Linked DNA regions of Zea mays: region 2 is linked to region 1. A link is a contact called in public Hi-C data. All regions are on one chromosome and are shown on one strand. The core of a region is the stretch at or near the end of the contact, and the rest is flanking DNA. Distances in the headings are between cores, read along the strand shown. Region 1 holds the start of LOC100272522. Region 2 holds the start of LOC100384159 (Coatomer subunit beta-1).

Evidence for each region. Hi-C and Micro-C count contacts between places; a contact is called where the count stands out from the background.
Region 2: a Hi-C map of leaf shows a contact between it and region 1, with 2.9 times the contacts expected there. The contact joins the promoter of LOC100384159 here to the promoter of LOC100272522 in region 1. A contact is called at or near these places in 4 of 25 Hi-C or Micro-C datasets (bundle sheath, ear, endosperm and 1 more).

The regions. Positions count from the first base shown.
Region 1 is chr2:139,688,165-139,694,397 of Zm-B73-REFERENCE-NAM-5.0, reverse strand. It overlaps LOC100272522, which reads right to left and starts at 3,999. Exons shown (of 5, transcript NM_001353446.1): 1 at 3,852-3,999; 2 at 3,298-3,700; 3 at 2,457-2,888; 4 at 1,452-2,010; 5 at 372-926. The coding sequence starts at 3,663. The coding sequence ends at 631.
Region 2 is chr2:139,932,791-139,939,023 of Zm-B73-REFERENCE-NAM-5.0, reverse strand. LOC100384159 (Coatomer subunit beta-1) reads right to left here and starts at 2,767. Exons shown (of 4, transcript NM_001348131.1): 1 at 640-2,767. The coding sequence starts at 2,694.

The sequences.
Region 1 (6,233 bases), core at 2,750-5,249:
TTCTAACAGCTTACTTATCTCTATATTTTATTTCAAACTCTTCTTTATAAACGGTGCAATTTACAGAGAAATGGTCTGACGGTTCCAACAACAACGTAACCCAGTCTAAGGCTCAATGGTTGGAAACGGATTTTCAGTTTGGACCCTAAACAAATTGACTACGTAGCTAAATTGAAATACAAGACCCAATTATAGGGTTATGATTGGAGTTGCTCTAAGATAGTACCAATCCACATGTTCTGCTGCGTGTAAACAGTGATTTGTTATTTCTTTAAAAAAAAGAAAGTGGCATTCCAGAATTATCTGAGATACCTTTAAAGCCGAAGAGAAATGTATGCATAAACAGTGATTTGTTATTCCAAAATCAAGGTTTCAACTGAACAGTATCCTGAGTATTGTTCTGAAACAAACCAAAAGGGCATGGCAAAATCTTGTGCAACTCCTATGATCCTCTATGGTATACAAACTCTGTCCTAATTGACAGAGTCCAACTATAATCAATGTTGAACTTTGTGGTCCCAACAAATCACACCAACGCTGCAGGCTGCACTCTTGTGGTCCAAACAAATCACAAATCCGTATAACAGCTGATTCTGAATTTCCTTGGTTCAGAAACAACTATCCACGCATTCAGGCATTCCATGATGCTGACCGCCGCATGGTCGGCTTCACAGGGCGGTCCTCCTCCATGGAGATCATCATCAGTGTCGATGGGTCCTCCAGCATCATGCGGGCGACGAGGTAACCGGCAATGGACCAGGTCTGGAACTTCCTGGCCTGCTTGCCAACGAATCTTCCTAGCTTGCCATCGTAATACTCGGGCCAGCCGTCCTTGAGCAGCCTTGACTCTGCGAGCTCAATGGCACGTTTTGCCATTTGTGGCCGACCAGTCTTTATGCAGGCTGCTGTCAGCAGCCACAGAAGAACTGCACATAAAAATAGTGTGAACACAATTTTTTTATGCTGTGCTTTAGTTCTGAGTTTGGCTTTAGTTGCAACTAGGTACATCACAATGATTAAATAAACTTTGTAATTGAGCTAAATCTCAACTCCTGAAGAAGTCAATAAGCAGTGAAGCACTGTCCCTGCTCATGCAAAAGCAAGCATATGAAGAGTAAATAAAAAATACTCAGACTACCTTGTTAACATACAAGCGCCAATTATAGAATTAAAAGGATCTTACGGAAGACGACATGGTTATCAAGGATTGTTAAACCAAACAAAATTTTTTAGGTGGAGCACATGGAGAATTCCATTTGTCAATTTCAGAATGGATTTTAGTTTAAACCTTTCCTATTTCCAACAATTTATGATGAATTAACTTGCAATCTTTGTACAGGAACAACAACAACAATAAAGACATTTAGACCCAAACAAGTTAGAGTAGGCTAGAGTTGAAACCTAACAAACCAAAAGTCAAAATTTAGTCACATTGCAACGAGAGACGATACCTGGCCAAGATCCTCCATTGTGGTAACTCCACCGGGTGTTTTTGGGGTCACATCCAGTAATAATTCTCCACTCATGATTCTCGAGAGCAGGATAGCATATCTTCAGAGGCATCTCACCAACTAGCTCATCCCACTTTTCCTCGATCAGATCCATTATAGCAACTGACTGTTCTGGGGTGGCTAGAGATGATACAATGGCAATGCAATTGCCAAGGGCAAACCACCGGAAATCCATCATAGCAGGGCTGACGTTGCCAAGAAAGTAGCCTCCTCGACATGGCATGAAATCAAACACCCAATCAGGAATGGAATCTGGAATTACATTGAACTTGTTCACAGCAGTGTGGGAATACTCTTCTGTTTTGTATCTGTATATGTTATTCAGCTGGTGAAAATCTAGCCAGAAGTAATTCCTCATGTGGTAGGTTAGTGCATGTAGTCGTTGCCCTATCTTCTCTATGAAATCCTTCCCTTCGCCCTCTGGCTTGAGCATTTGGAGAGCACATCTTAATGCCATATAGAATAGGGCTTGAATCTCAATGGGATAACCATATATACCCTGAAAATTGAAGAAATTACGATCATGCAATGGTGGGAAGCTTCATTTAGAATTAATAAAAAAGGAAACTTCATTTAAAATCAATATGTAATTCAAAAGTAGAACAAGCAACAAGAGAACTTGTAGGGGCATACTACAGATTGTCACTTTCTACCAGTATTATCTGTTTGTACTTCTGCAAAAACTGTGTTTCTTGCCTCCAAGGTACCGAAAGGCTATACAAGATTGCCATTAAAATTTGGTTGCAAGTAGTATGAGAATTTGTGCAGCTGTAAGACTACCATAAAAACTTAAAAAGTAGAGTAGAAAATTAGGAGACAGGGATGCTCCTTCATTATGGAAGAACATGCAGAACCTGCCAATCCTATTGCCACCTCAGCTGATATGTACTACTTCTACAGATATGCATCTAAATATGAATTAGATCAAAGGTGAAGTGATGCTACCATTCGACGATCAATCATTGAGCAGCCATCTGTGCAGAGCAGAGTTGGAAAAGTATCAAATCCTTCAGATAAGCAGAGATTCAGTATCAACCTCATGCACTTCTGGCATTCAGGTGATTCTGACAAACTAACATCTCCGGTGTACTTTGTATATGCCCGAAGGAGAATGATCCACCAAAATCCAGAGTCAACCGGTGCCACCCTACCGATTGCACTCTCACCAAAATCAGCGACTAAGGTTTCAGTGTTTCTGTTTTTATTACGGTCCACCTTGAAACTTGCTGGCATCGCTCCTGCTCCAAGCTTGAATCGGTCTACCATTTTCTCAGAGCTCTGAAGGTGAAGAGTTTTCAAGAGAAAATTCTTCACTATGTCAGTCTCATTGTTCATTAGAAAAGCCAATGCGCTCGGAACGAAATCCCTCACAAAAACCTGAAATAATTAATAATAAGGGAGCAATCAATCTTAGCACGCCATCAGACTTAATTCTTTAAGAAGTAACCAGAAATAGAAAAACAGGAAAAATCCAGTTACAGACCATACTGCTAATGTTCCACGGTTACATATTACCGGAACACATTTTTTATCACGTAATCTTAGAAAATACAGAACAGAAATTGAAATCTTGTTGCAAGTGCTAGTAAAAACAATGGAAGTATAGTATTCATTGATTATGATACATGTATCAAATTATAGCCTGAAACGAGTATATACACTGAGCAATGGAAATAACTAGGTAAGCACTAATATTCCAGCGTTCATAAACAGAACAAACAAAAAGGTTCCTCTGTTTCCACAAATTTGATGTTCAGTGAAGCCCGATTCGCATTCAATAATTTACCTGATCATAGTTGAGCACTTCCTCCGACGCATGATCGACGGCAGCAATGGTGCCGACGGGCTGTTCCCGGAAGTAGACGACCGATTTCCTGAGCGCCTCCCAGGCCTCGTTGACGAGCGGGTGCGGGCCGCCGAAGTGCGTGCCGACGGAGAAGGGCGAGTCGAAGCCGCCGGACGGGAATGCCGGCGACTGAAGCACGCTGTCGAAGCCGTCGTTCTGGCGGTGGGAGAGCTCGCTCCACGACTGCTCGTCGAAGGAGCGCTTCCGCTCCAGCGTGAACCTGGGCTTGTCGATGACGAGGCGCGACAGGTCGAGGTTGATCTCCGCCTCGGAGGCGAGCGAGACGTGCGACGACACCCGCTTCATGCCTGCCGCCTCCGCCGCCACCTGGCGCGCGCCGGTCCTACGGAGGAGGGATTTCTGGAGTTCAGGGACGGTTCGTGGTAGTGGCCAACGAACAATACAGCAGATTCATGCCGTTCCGCCTCCGAAACCGAAATAGAATGAAAATGAAGAGCAGCAGGTCTGTCCGTCTGTCCGTCCGTCGTCCTTACCGACGAGAGAAGAGGCGGGTTGATGTTGATGCTCACTGCGCGCGCACTGGCGTCCGGAGGCGCGTGAGGACGTGGAGGAGGGCGCCCGCCGGAGACCGGAGGGAGGATGGGTGGATCTGGATCGGGGTGCGCTCGGCGCGCAGGGTGGTGGTGCGGTGGACAGCCTACGAAAATTTTGGGCAAGAAATTGTGACCTTCGGGCCAGGGCCTTAAAAAGACCCATCCGAAACTACGGAACGATGAAGCAATACCTCTTGCTTAAAATAAGATGCGTTAATCTTTTTTTTCATCTATCTCATTCATAATTCTAAAGGTTAACAAATTTGACTGACGGAAAATCTCTCTTTCCATGAGCGAGAACATTCACAGAGCATGTTTCTTCACCGGCAGGAACATTCACAGATCGGACTAACAGATATGCAGCAGAGTACTCCAGTCAATGCATGTGCTGTTGTTGATCGAGTGGATATTATCGAATCTGCTTTAAAATTAAAGATGCGATCTGAAAGTCCTTCATATATTTTGTAGTTTCCTAAAATACAACTGCAAATTCATTGACAACCAAAAGGAGAGTGGTAGGTAGTAGTACTACAGCATCAATTTTAGTTTTTGGAATCCTTTTTGGGAGGAAATTTCCTGGGTCAAAATCTGAATCCGAGTCGCCGGCCACTGCTTCGGGAGGAGGGGGAGTAGGTGGCACGCGCAGGGTGTGGCTGCTCCGGCCGACGAGTCTGACCAGGATCCGACGTGGCACGTAAAGGCCATTGGCAGCTACGAGGCGTCCTCGCTCATTCAGGGAGTCGGTGGGTGCTGGGCCTGCTGTCTGCTATCAATTTGGCCAATACTTTAACATGTTTTCTTCGTCCAGAGAGGACAACTGGTTTGATTACGCTATCCATGAATTTTGCTCTAAAGCGAAAGGACTGGGTGAAATATTTATTTTTAGAATCCGGAGTCACCGTAGCCATGGTACTTTTAATTAATCAAGATCTGCCACTAACTTACGGAGAATTTAATCTGGATCTAAACAATACAATTACTAAGAATAGGGGTAAAAAATATACCACTCCTAAATCATCTTTCTTCAATTAATATCATGATACTTGTTAATTCTTCTCTTTCTGAGTTCTAACCAAGTTTTAAATCTAAATTTTACGTAGTTTAACTACTTTATCTCTCACTAGAGGTGTAAATAGAGATCTGATACCCAATAACTTATAGGGAATTACTCTATTAAAGCTAGTTTGACAATTCTATTTTTCCAATAGATTTCTATTTATCCTAAGAGAAAATGAACTAAATTTACTTGGGAAAAATAAAAATAACGTGGGAAAATAGAGTTCCTAAACTAGCCCTTAGGGTTAGGTTATGGAATGATTTTGATCCCCATGGGTTTGGATTTGAGAGAAATTCCTTCTCCGTTGGGTATGTGAGTATGGGTACGGGCAGAAACCTGAATCCGATTACCCATGGGTAATATTCACACACAACTAACAAATTTTAGCCTTGTGAAATATCTGGTTTCCTACAATCAAAAGAGCACCAGCTTTTTCGACGCACGGGATGGAATTGTTAAGCTATTTCCAGAATTTAACCTACTGCAATTGTTTTTTTTTTGAAGGATCAGGAGGGGGGAACCCCTACTGCGCATTTTATTAGAAAGCGAAAAGTAAAGGTTAGAACCTGGTACTTTTACAATCAATAAAAAGAAGAGAAAAAGGAAAAGAAAGAACTATTCCTATGTTTGCCACAAACTTAGCCAATTCGGGATTGAGGTGTCAAATTCCCCCCGTGCTCTGTGAATGATCAGTCGCAATTCTCTACTAAATTCCTGAGTGCAGCGGAGCACCGAGGGATCCTTGTTTGAGAATAGCCACTCGTTTCGACTTTTCCAGATGCTCCAAGTCATAAGGATAATGATCTCCATAGAGAAGGGAACGTTGAGCTGGTGCTTGAGGTTCACTGATGCCTCTTCAGGATTAGAAATTCTGGGCGGGGTAATGCCAATTGAGTTCCAGCAGGCTTTCGCGAAGTTGCATCTGAGGAAAAGATGGTAAAGGGTCTCCTCTCTTTGCCAAAGGCAGTTTTCGCAGGAGTAGGAATCTAGCTCCATGTTTCTCCTTCTCAACATATTTCTGGTGTTTAGCCTGTTTTTGAGCCACAGCTAGTAGAAGACTCTATGCTTAGGCTGACATTTACTTTTCCAAACTAGTTTGTAGATAGGATGAATCTGCATCTGGCCCATGGAAGATCTGTAAGCTTTTTGGGACGAGAATTTGTCCGACCCCCAAATGTACTTCCATCGGTCGTGAGCATCATTAAGAACGATTTGTTCCCAGGACCCCTTGAGCACCAGAAATTGATCAAACGCTTGATCAGAGA
Region 2 (6,233 bases), core at 1,518-4,017, 250 kb before region 1:
ATTTAGCAGTGTATGAAAGAAACACAAAGAAAAAGAGCATGCCCAGTGCTGAAAGCTCCCATACAAGGGTGGATATAGGGAAGGGACTAGTATGAAAGAAACACAAAACAGAATATTATCGTGCCTTCAAAAAGAAGGTGATTATGCAATTGCTGTCAGCAAAAATTGATGAAATTCAATTCTTTATGGCAACACAAGTAGGCTCATTTTCTATGATAAAAATGCAGTTTTGAACAACAATTCAATATTAAGAAAATATGTTATGAATATTAGCCACAAATTGAAGACAATGACACCATTGTTTATGAATTAATAAAAAACTTAAACATTATGGAGCATTGCAAGGAAAAATGTTGATTGATGTCAGTTTCTACAGAAATTCTGTTGAAATATGCACATTCCTTGACCCAATACACATTATACAAATATGCTTCGACATTAGAGTCTAAAGAACAAATGAAATAGAAAAACAGAGCAAACACAATACTTCTATAATAATGGGTTCATGACTTCACTAATTGAGACTGTCAATTCAAGAACTAATGGAATGAGAAAAATGTGAACTAGCAATCAGTACCCAATAGAGAACAAATATTGTTTCAGAGCAAAAAGAATAAGAGACAAGTATATCAGTCTCACCTTCCTGCTCTTTAGGTGATAGAAATCAATAAGATCGTCTGGTTGGGCATAAGTTATCTGTGCCTTGGCCTTCATCTCCTCAGTCTCCCTAAATTGCTTCTCAGCAAGCATGTTGACAAAGCTCTGGCGGCAAGACTGTAACCAGACCTTCCTAACATCATCACCAGTATTGCAAAGAAGCCTCACACAGAGAACAATCCGATCATATGAGTCATTGTCAATAGGGTGTGGGAGATAAGATGACTGTCCCAACTGCAAGATGGACACCATGATCAACAGGGCTTCAGTACTAACCTTGTTTACTTCAACCTTTGCTGGCTGAATCTCCTCCAGCCTTAACACAAGCTTGGTCAGGCTACAGGCAACAACAGCAGCCAAGAAGAAATCACCAGACAGAATGAGAGATCTGAGATTCTGGGTGGAAGCCAAGGACCCAAGAGCTGAAGCAGGAGCTGAAACAGCAATCTCAGTGGCAGCACTCTGTGTGGCATAAGTTCCATCTGCTAGAACAGCAGGCCTCCTCGAAGACACGGTGACAGAGCTCACCACTGGCTGAGATGGCTTAGATGAATCAGTTGTCTCACGTTCCTCAGAGACAGTGTAGAATGGAAGATCCCCAAGGCATTGCTTGATGGTAGAAATGGCACTCTCAACCTCAGGCAGAGAGAGGGAATACTCTCCAAGGATCCAGAGAGAACAAGAGCAGACATGAGATGCCCGGATCTGATAGAATATGTCGATCAGCCTCTGGATCATGGACACACGAAGCTTGGGATTAGTCTCTATAATCTCGCGCACAAATAGAACAACATCGAGTGCTGCAGCAACATTAGGATCCCCAAGGAAGTCCATGAGAAGGTGTACAACCAATGCAGCCACCTCTGGGTACTTCTTGGCACAGTTATGGATGGCCTGCACTAGCATCTGGCGGTATTCATCACCCTTCACCTCAGCAGCCTGTGTCTTAACCACCTCCTTCTTGAGGTAGAGCACCACCTCCTCAACATTTCTCAGGGTGAGTAGATCCAGGACTAAATCCAGAACCTTTCTCCTGACATCCACATTGGGGCTAGCGAGCGCGCGCAGCACATCCATGACCATATCCACCATCACCTCCCTGTGAGAGGAGCATAGCTCGTGCAGGCGGTCCAGGACGATGAGCTTCACATTGTTGTCGCTCTGCGAGGATAGCAGCTGGCAGTATGTATTGGCGGCGGCCCGCACAGCCGTGGGCGCAGAGGAGAGGGACACGAGCGCCCCCGCGCCCTCGTACACGACAGCCGCGCTGGACGCTGAGAGGAGGGAGATGATGACCCTGATATACCTGCCCTTGTCGGCACGGCCCTTGGAGCGGCAGACCTTGCGGATGAGGTCGACGGCGGCCATCTGCAGCAGATCGGGCCACTCCGCGACGCGGTCGGCGTTGTTGAAGAGGTAGCCCACGGCGCGGTCCTGCCCAGCAGCCAAGAGCATGAGGAACGCGTTCCTGCGCGCGGCGGGGTCCTGTTCGGAGGCAAGCGCGCGCTCGACGAGCTCCGGCGCGTCGGGGATGAGCTGGTCCCCCTGCTGGAGGCTGTAGATGGCCGAGATAGCGGAGAGCGCGTGGCGGCGCACGAAGTGGTGTCGGTGCTCGAGGTTGGCGAGGATGGAGGGGACGAGCGGCTCGAGCAGCTCGGGCTCGGTGAGCCGGCAGAGGAACCGCAGCGTGACGCCGCGGATGTACTCGTTAGGGCTCTGCAGGTTGTTGCGGAGATTTTGGCAGATGAGGATCATCTCCGGGAGGATCTTTCCCGTGGCAGCGTTGCGCTTGTCGACGGTCTCGAGGTAGAGGAGGAGCAGCTTCTGGACAGCGTGGTCGTCGCAGGACTGCACGTAGCGGACGACGGTGATGAAGAGGTGCGGTAGGGACTCGCCGTTGAGGAGGAGCAAGATGGCGCGGCGCATGGCGTCGGCCTTGGCGGGTCCGTCGCCGGACTCGAGCTCCGCCTTGATCTCGTTCGCCATGGACGGCGAGCCCTTATCGAAGTACACTAGCAATGTGCACGCCTTCTCCATGGCCGCCAGATCTGCGAGGCCCGTGGATCTGGCCTGGCCTCCTCGAGGGAGGGAAGGGGAGGGGGATCGGATCTGGGGGACGGAACACGTTATCAGCACCTGGCTCTACAAAGGAGAGCAAGAAAAGGAAGTAAAAAAAATAAAGGTACTAAACTTATATATTTTATGCATTATGTTCAAGAAGTTCTATTTTTATTCTCTATTCGAGCACAAACAAATACATCCCCTAGCAGATTCTATCGTCGGCACGAAACCAATGGGATGCACACATGATTGCTGCTGATTTAAAATCACCGATGTACACATCGATCAATCATGTGTGATAAACATATTTTATTTTAGTGTATGAAAGAACAGATAGAAGAAAAAAAACAAGCAACAGAAATAGTACTAGCATCGATGCCTTCGCCGCACACGTAAACGCACACATCCTCTGTGACCTCGCTGCTCCGGCAAGCGCGAACACAGGTGAGCACAACCACCGCTGCAACCACACAGGCGTGGGCGTGCAGGCTGCCGCCGCATGGGCCACGCGAGCACGGACGAGCCATCACATCGCCGTTGTTGCACAGTCGCCTGGTACCACCGCAGCGCCACTGATGCAAAGCCGCCAGTCGCTTCGACTAGACATCAGCCGAGCGCAAAGAAGAAAGTTAAAAAAAAGAAAGATAAAGGAGCATGGAGACGTTGGGTATAGGAAGAGTCCTAACACGCGTGCACCGCCCACTTTAAATGCATTAGACGAAAAAAATGTAAACGCATGCGCCTCCACATGCATGTTAGGGCCCAAGACTCAAGGCATGGTTGTATAAGCACCAACTCCTATAAAAAAAGAAGGGGAAGAGGTTGCATGCAAGATGGAACCACTGTTTTAAGCAGCAGCATGCGTCTAACTCGATTTTTTATGCATATAACTCCTGCCACACTGCACGCACGCGTCAAGCGTTTGTAGATAGTCAACTGAACTGTATTAATATTGCATACTAATACATTTCAGTTTTCCGTATTTTTTCCACGAAATTATAATTGAACTGTATTAATATTGCATACTAATACATTCCAGTTTTCTGTATTTTTCCTGAAATAATATAAAGTTAAACACCAGAAATTTATCTACTTGTGCAATTAAATCTATATATTGCACCATTTATTTGAATTATTATTATTATATTTATTTATTTATTTTTGCAATTATTCACTTCATTTTATGAAATGATTACAAGAAGTAATCTAATTATGAAATTTATCACATGTAGATGACTGGTATTGTGAGCCGTGAATTTGAGGTGTTGGCCCCGCATGGCCAAAACTACCTCACGTGGGCATCTGATGTGCAAATTGTGCTTGGGGTGATAGGAACGGGGGTGCCCGATCTTCCGTCAGGTGAAGATAACTATCGATTTGGTGGAGATGTCACACAGACGATCCGGCTTCCAATCAACACGACAAGAACCCCACAATCGCAGCACCACTTCTTCTCTGGTTATCAATCGTGCACTCCGTGATTGACCTCGCCACGAGGGCTAATTCCTGCCTGAGAGTCGAAGACACAAGCAAAAACAAGAAAGAACACAATCTAGAATATTGCGGATGAATGATTAAGCTCACAAGTTGGGGTCTCACAAACCGATCTACGGCGACTGTTCTTGACAGATCTAAACTTAAGCAAAACCCAACCCTAATGTGGCGGCGCCTGCTGAATAAATAGAGTATTAGGGCATGCGTGACCCCTGGACTCGCTCCTAATGGGCTCCAACGCGATACACGGCCCAACGGCCCAACAGACGGTGTCGCAGCACCAAAATAGAATCTGAACTCTGATTTGTTTCGACGATTCCCGTTGACTCCGAATGAATTTTAGGGTGGAACCAGTTGGGTTGGTTAGATAATCTCCTTATCTTTCCAACCATATCAAGTCCATCGCAATCGGAGTCCGGATGCATCTTGGGCGTCCATTTTAGTGCAGACTGGTCCTAGAACCCGAGATGGAGTCGCAGCTGAGTCGGACTTGATCTCCTTCTTGTTGTGGCGCCCTTGCTGCTCCTCCTCAACACGTAGGCCTTTCCCAAGTCCTTGCTCGTCCTCTCCAAGGTTCCTAATCATCAAAACATCCATGGTCCCAAGCGTAAGTTCTGAAACACAATTGACTAGGGTAGAACGTACCTAGAGATTTAGCTATCGTGCACGCGATCGTGTTATCGGTCCATTCATTCTATGTATAGAAGTGATGTCCTCATCATCATCCTCCTCTTGAATTGGAGTCGTCCTCAACTCGATCTCATCTTCGTCACCCATATATGGCTTCAAATCTAAAATGTTAAAGGTGGGACTAACCCGAAAAACTGGAGGCAACTCAGGTGGTAATTGAGGGGGTATCTCAGAGGGAAACACATCCATGTCCTCATCATCCTCCCCCTCTTGAAGTGGAGTCGTCCTCGACTCAAGCTCATCTTCTTTTCCCAAATATGACTTTAAATCTGAAATATTAAATGGTCCAGCAGCACGGTTGGGCAAGCTCGCTCCAGGAATCAAATCAATCTGGTGCTCAATCCCACGAATGGGAGGAAGTCCTGGAGGTAACTTAGAGGGAAAACATCTCGGAACTGCTGCAAAAGGTTAGTCACAGATGCAGGCAAAGTGCTAGCAATATCATCAATAGAAAAGAAAGCATCTTTGCAAACCAAGGCATAGCAACAAGCATCAGTAGCATGAGTTTCAAGAAGATCAGATTTAGTAGCAAGCATGACAGGAGCTTTCAATTTAATTTGTTGCTGAATTTCTGTCTCATTAGTTGGTTCCTTATGGGTACTTGCAGCTCTATCTTTATCAGCTTGTACAATTTCAGTAAGAGTCAAAGGTAGCAAAGTAATGTTTTTATCTTTATGCCTAAAAGTGTATGTATTACTCCTACCATGGTGACATGCATCAGTATCATATTCCCAAGGTCTACCCAACAAAAGAGAACAAGCTTCCATAAGTACTACATCGCAATCCGCATAATCAGAATACATACCAATGGAGAAATGCACTCGTACCATGTGTGTTACCTTAACCTTGCCTGAATCATTGATCCACTGAATGTGGTATGGATGTGGCCATGGACGTGTGGTCAAGCCAAGCTTCTTGACCAAATCTGAACTCACCAAATTATTGCAGCTTCCACCATCAATAATAACACGTGCACGCCGATTCTCGATGGAGAAGAAAGTCTGGAACAAATTATGGTGTTGCTGCTTCTCTGATGATTCAGGCTGAGAACTAAGAACACGCTGCACCATGATGCTTCGAAGGTTCGCCGTAGCATCAGCACCAAGCATGACATCATCATTAGCAGTGAGAGCACCTAGAGGGGGGTGAATAGGTGATCCTGTAAAAATCAAATACTTGTAGCCACAAGACTTGGTTAAGTGTTAGCACAATGGAATCAAGTGGCTAAGGACCGAGCTCTTGTGAAACACAATAGTCACAAAGAAAATAAGCACAAGAGACACGGTGATTTATCTTGTGGTTCGGCCAAGTATAGCACTTGCCTACTCCAC